2 separate regions of the Capsicum annuum genome follow, and region 2 is linked to region 1. A link is a contact called in public Hi-C data. All regions are on one chromosome and are shown on one strand. Each heading gives the region's core, a stretch centred on a gene start, on an enhancer-like site or on the middle of the called end of the contact. The rest is flanking DNA. Distances are from core to core; before and after follow the strand shown. Region 1 has its middle 18 kb from the start of LOC107869618. Region 2 overlaps LOC124897557 (a long non-coding RNA gene).

Region 1 (2,823 bases), core at 160-2,659:
TCATGGACCTATCTTTAAAGTTTTTCATTACCTGTAAAGAGAAAAATAAAAAATAGTTAGTACTCTTCTAATTCAAAAAGAATAATAATTAAAATTACTCAAAATATTTGTTCCATGTTAGGATGTTTGGAATTTTTTATTGATAAAAATTTTCACTTTCAAGTCACTAATTCACATGTCCATCACAAAACCTATGGCTTTCAAATCAAACAATTCAACAAATTTAATAAAGCAAATAAGTAGAGGCGTCGCATATCCATCGCAAAACCTATGACTTTCAAAACCTTCTACATAAAATAATCTCACCTTAACACTACATTTAAAGACTTTACTATAAGAAAATAGAGAGAAATCAACTTATCTTTGCTTGACCAAAATTGAAGAGAAAGAGACAAATGATCATCGAAAATAGCAAAGCAATCCTTTTTCCCTAATTCGAATTCTGTTAAAAAGCAACACAAAATCATTTGCTAACAAAGCATATCTTAATTTTTCAAATTAATTGTTATAAAACTTAGTAATTGAAGTTGACTTAAAATTCAAATTAATAGTAATTCTATTAAAGACAACTGCAAAATTTGGCATTAATCAAATTGTGTATGGGATGGGAGCTCTAGCCACTTAACACTACATCAACATTATAAAAGTTGACCAAAATATAGAAAACTCGCCTCAAAGCAACAACGTCTATTTATGTCCCAAATGATGCATAAATTCATTGTTATCTTTCAAAGACCAATAAAATAAATTCAAACCAGGAAGCTTCTTCAAATTTCCTAGTGTTTCTACCTAATCAATTGGCATAAATCTGATGCTATCGTAAAACACTAATCATAGTATCATTTTTAGGAATCAACTTCTTCTTCACCATCACAAAAATAAACACAAACCTTCCACAGACAAACCAAACTTTGCACACTCAGAAATCAAACAAGTCCAACAAACAACATCCTTCTCAGGCATTTCATCAAACACTTTACGTTGCGCACACCATAACTCTTTCAATCTCCTTGCTAAATCCCAATTTCACAACAAGAGTATGAACAACAACAAACTTTAAGCATAAATGAAAAAGTCAATCCATTAGGCAAAATGCACCAAATCTTAACTTGTTGAATACTAAGAATGCATTAGTGAACTTTTCTTCTTCACTTACTACAAATAATAGCGTTAAAGGGGAAAATGTTGGGGGGTTTTAACAGATAAAAAAGTATACGAAGGGAAAATTTATATTACAAACTTAGCGTCGAACTGGATTTGCAGGGACCGAAAATTTGCACTAAAATGCTTTCACAGAATTTGCAGGGATTGGAAATTTATGTTAAAATATTGGATTCTCTGGATCTATTTCATCGGTGTTGTTTCCATCGGTGAGAGGTGTTTGAGAGTGAGGTGAGAGTTGTATGGGCTTCTAAGATAATTAAGAAGAAAAAAAGGATAATTAAGATGGGCTAGGTCGGATTATGATTGGATTGGGTCGGGTATTACAGAATTTTTAAAAAAAAGACCACAAGTGGTCGGGTATTAAATTTTTTTTTATTACCTCTAAAGAAAAAAATAGAAAATAGTTAGTACTCTTCTAATTCAAAAAGAATTATAATTTAAAATTACTCAAAGTATATGTTTCAGATTAGAATGTTGGATTTTTTTAATTGGTGAAGATTTCTCTAGGAAACAGATCTATATCATAATATATGTCATCGCGACAGTATAAACTCGAACACCCTTTGTTAAGATATTTATAGACATGCAATGTAGTCGTATCATTACTTTCATGATAAATTATATCATTACAGGTAATACATTTTGTTCGAATAGCACTGAATACAATTGCATGAGAACTGTTAAAAAAATAAGAATTAATTAACAATCTTTTTCAAATAATTTTTTTCAATGTAAATAGAATTAAAAAACAAAGGAACATATCAAAAATCTTTAAGATAATCCAATTGGGGAGTGAAAAAGTGTAGAACGACTTTGAATTGGGATAGTTATATTTCATCATTTCCAACAAATCTTTTTTTAATTGGTAAACTGATTAAGGTAAAGACAATTCCTCCATAAGTGTAAGTTCATTGTGCACCTCAATTATTTTTCTTTTGTAAATTCTATAGCATCCATAATCATCATTGGAGATTGTGCTTTACTTTGCTTTGAACGTTTGTCTCTTGAAATCTCTGATTTGAACATTTATGTCTTTGAATCTCTGAGTCACGATGTTGTAGATAGTGGAATTGAATTTAGTGTTTGAATAACGATGCTATAGGCAGAGTCCCCAAATGAATTAGGGTTTGTAATTTCTATTTTTACATTTACTTACACTATATAATAAGTGAAGGTTCATTGAGACGACAAAGGGCATTTTTGTTAATATAACCTAAATTGAGGCTGTTTTTTCTATCAAAAAATCTGTATGTGTGTGCTGATCAGAGATATACGTAGTCTGTACTTTTTATTTTTTCCGAGAAATGTGTACATTTTCAGCTTCATCCGTCTCATTTTTCATTTCTCCCTACGTCATTCCTCTTTCTCTGCTTTCTGATGAGTTCTTTCTTCTTTGTGTTTTCGTTTATATTTAGTTTGTTTGATTATAATAATTGAACCATAACGAATTTCATAACTACCTACAGTTTCCATAATTGAAAAGTAAGAATAGAAAACAACAGAATCCATTTTTGGGTGCTTCGATTAGAGATAGGTTAGATGATGGAGGAAGAAAGAAAAACAGAGATTAGATAGATTTTGTCAGTAGTCAAACAATGAGGATTAAATGTGTTGGCTTTTTTTCTGTTTTTTCTTTTTATTCCATGTAATGTATTTTTT
Region 2 (2,823 bases), core at 108-2,607, 140 kb after region 1:
AGCTTAATAATTTTATTCTACGTGCAGCAGAGTTTTCAACATTTTGATCCAAGCATGTAACCTATTCAAGGTGGGTCAAAGTGCCAACTTAAGTGTTTGGTGACCTTTATTCTGAAATATGGCATGTTTAGTTTATCCATTACACAAGCCCCTTTTACTTTCTTTGGTAGTTGATCTTCATTGTTAAAAACAACTTCTTGATTAAGGAAAGTAGCATATTTTGCTAGTGCATCAGCTACTGAGTCTCCTTCCCTATAGCAATGTGAAACATGTATACCTCTTTCTTGGACTCTTTATTGAATTTCTTCTATTATGGAGATCGGATTCTAAAGAATGTTGCATGTTCCTTTTATCATATGGACTATAATCATAGAGTCTAGTTCCATTCTAAAATTATCATATCCTTGATCATAACACCAAGAGACCCCGAAGAGGGCTGCACTTACCACACTAAAATTGTTAGTTAAGAAATGAATAGGATTAGCGAATACCATTACTATATTCCCATTTTCTCTCCTAATAATTCCTCCGTCTCCAGCTCTCCCTGTGCTAATCATGTAGTTTCCATCATTGTTTAAAATTAGATCCTCATCATGTTTATTCCATTTGACTATACAACTGGTCAACCTTGGCCTGTAATCCATGGCGATATTGCATACTCTTTTCCATCCCCATTGATTATTTATTTTACCAAATGTTTTGGCAATGGCGATCTTGGTTTGAAATAAAATCTTATTGTAAACCCATGCCCTAGAAATGGTTTTATTGTTGAATTTTTTTTAGCACCTTGATTTCCACAATACCCAACACACGATATTTGGCATAACGATTATTATCAAATTGTGAACAACATTGTTGGTATTAGCTTTCCATCAGTTGTCTAGAATTTGAATAATATTGTGACTATTGAAGTCAATATCAAGTGGTCTTGAAACCCATTGTCAGGATCTTCTTGCCATTTCTCCATCTGTAAATAAGTGGTTATAGGATTCCTTGATAGGAGCCCTGCAACAAACCCAATCCATATTAGAAGTAGTACCAAATTTTCTTAAAGAATTTTCAAGTGGGAGCTTCTTCTCAAGAAGCCTCCACATTAGCAAAGAAATTTTAAAAGGAATTGTTTTATTCCAAACTAGATCTCGTTGAGGAAAAAAAGGTCTCTTTTGTCTAAGGGCTTGATATGCTGATGCACATGAGAAATTTTCGTTGGATTCAAGCTTCCAAATAGGCATGTCCCTATGACCTTCTTCAATCTTGGTGACAATTCTCATCAACTATCTGTCTAGGGACGGTCATTTCAAGAGCTTCCTTATTCCAAGTGTTGTGCTGGTAAAACTGTTTGACCAAAATATTGCTAGGTTTGTGAGTTTGAACAAGCAATTAGTGAAAAGGATCATTGCTCAACCATTGATCCCACCAGAAGAGTACTTTACCCTCTCTAAGCTTCCAGAAAGTATTATGTTCAATCATCTCTCTAATATCCAACAAATCTCTCCAGTTGGCCGAATCTTTAGAATTTTTAATTTTTGAGATGGAATTAGATCTAGGAGAATATTTAGCATTAAGAAAATTTGTTAGGATAGACGAATCACTTCTGAATCTCCACCATCTTTTGGCATAAAAAATCCTGCTTATGTCCTGAATTTTCTTAAAACTAAGACCTTCTTCATTATATGGATAACACATGTTATCCCATGAACTCTAGTGATAATTATTCTTTCCTTCTTTGGTTCCCCAGAAGAAATTGGTTAGATGCATTTCTATTTGATCAGTACTGGTCTTTAGAGGGACTAAAGTGGCTATATTATAGAGGATTTGGGATTGAAAAATGTGCTTAGTAATAATGGGCCTCCCTCCTGCTGATAACATGTTGCCTTGCCATCCTGCAACTTTATTTAGAACTTTGGTTGCCATATCTGCAAAATAACCAACCAATTTCTTTCCAACGTACAAAGGGCATCCCAAATAAGTGAAAGCAAAGTCAGCGTCTCTGAAACTAGTCCACCTTCTCAGCCTTCTTTTAGATCTCCTATAAAAACATCCATAGGTATAGAATGTAGTTTTTTCCTTGTTGATTTGTTATCCAGAAGAAAGTTGATAGCTATTTAGTCCCCTCATAATCATTTTGACTGATTGCTTATCCCTGGAGGTAAATAAAATTAGATCATCCGCATAGCACAAATGATTAATTTGAGGGCCCTTCTGGCTCACAGCATAACCTTTGTAGCCTGGAGAGTTATGGAGCTCAGTAAGATTTTTTAAAAGCACCTATGTGGCAATAATAAAAAGATCAGGGGATAGTAGATCTCCTTGCTTAACACCTCTTGATGAATCAAAGAAACCATATCTGGTATCATTTATAATAATGGAGTACCATTTATTGGAGATAATCCTATAAATAAGGCCAGTTACTTTATCTGAGAATCTAATTTTTTTTCATAGTATTGATGAGAAAAGTCCAGGACAACAGGTCATAAGCTTTTGACATATCAAGCTTGATAATAAGGTTTCCTGAACCATCATGGTGCTTGATATTGTGAACCAGTTCTTGTGCCAGAGAGACATACCAGTTCTTGTGCCAGAGAGACATTCTTTGTGATGAGTCTACCTTTAACAAACCTGGTCTACTTCTTATGAACCACTTTCTGCTTCCAAGTCTCATCCACCAGCTCCTTGTAACCCGATTGTTGTGCCCAAAAGTTGAGAAATTTGAAGTAATTAGTAATCACTTGATTGTTGTTGTAATTCATCATAAGTAAAACATTATGGTCAGAACGAGTTTTGGGCTTATGATCCACTCTGGTAGTTTGAAATTGGTACAAC

What was found. Hi-C and Micro-C count contacts between places; a contact is called where the count stands out from the background.
Region 2: a Hi-C map of bud shows a contact between it and region 1, with 3 times the contacts expected there. The contact joins two enhancer-like sites. A contact is called at or near these places in 2 of 5 Hi-C or Micro-C datasets (bud and placenta).

Annotation. Positions count from the first base shown.
Region 1 is chr4:178,289,037-178,291,859 of UCD10Xv1.1, forward strand. No RefSeq gene overlaps it. Among protein-coding and RNA genes, the nearest start is that of LOC107869618, 18 kb to the left of the region's middle. Within about 2 kb of position 1,410, at least 5 of the 5 cell types and tissues checked have an H3K27ac peak or open chromatin away from gene starts, as enhancers often do. A contact at or near this core is called in bud, where this site is marked.
Region 2 is chr4:178,432,279-178,435,101 of UCD10Xv1.1, forward strand. LOC124897557 (a long non-coding RNA gene) reads right to left here. Exons shown (of 2, transcript XR_007054297.1): 2 at 817-1,005. Among protein-coding and RNA genes, the nearest start is that of LOC124897557, 4.0 kb to the right of the region's middle. Within about 2 kb of position 1,358, at least 4 of the 5 cell types and tissues checked have an H3K27ac peak or open chromatin away from gene starts, as enhancers often do. A contact at or near this core is called in bud, where this site is marked.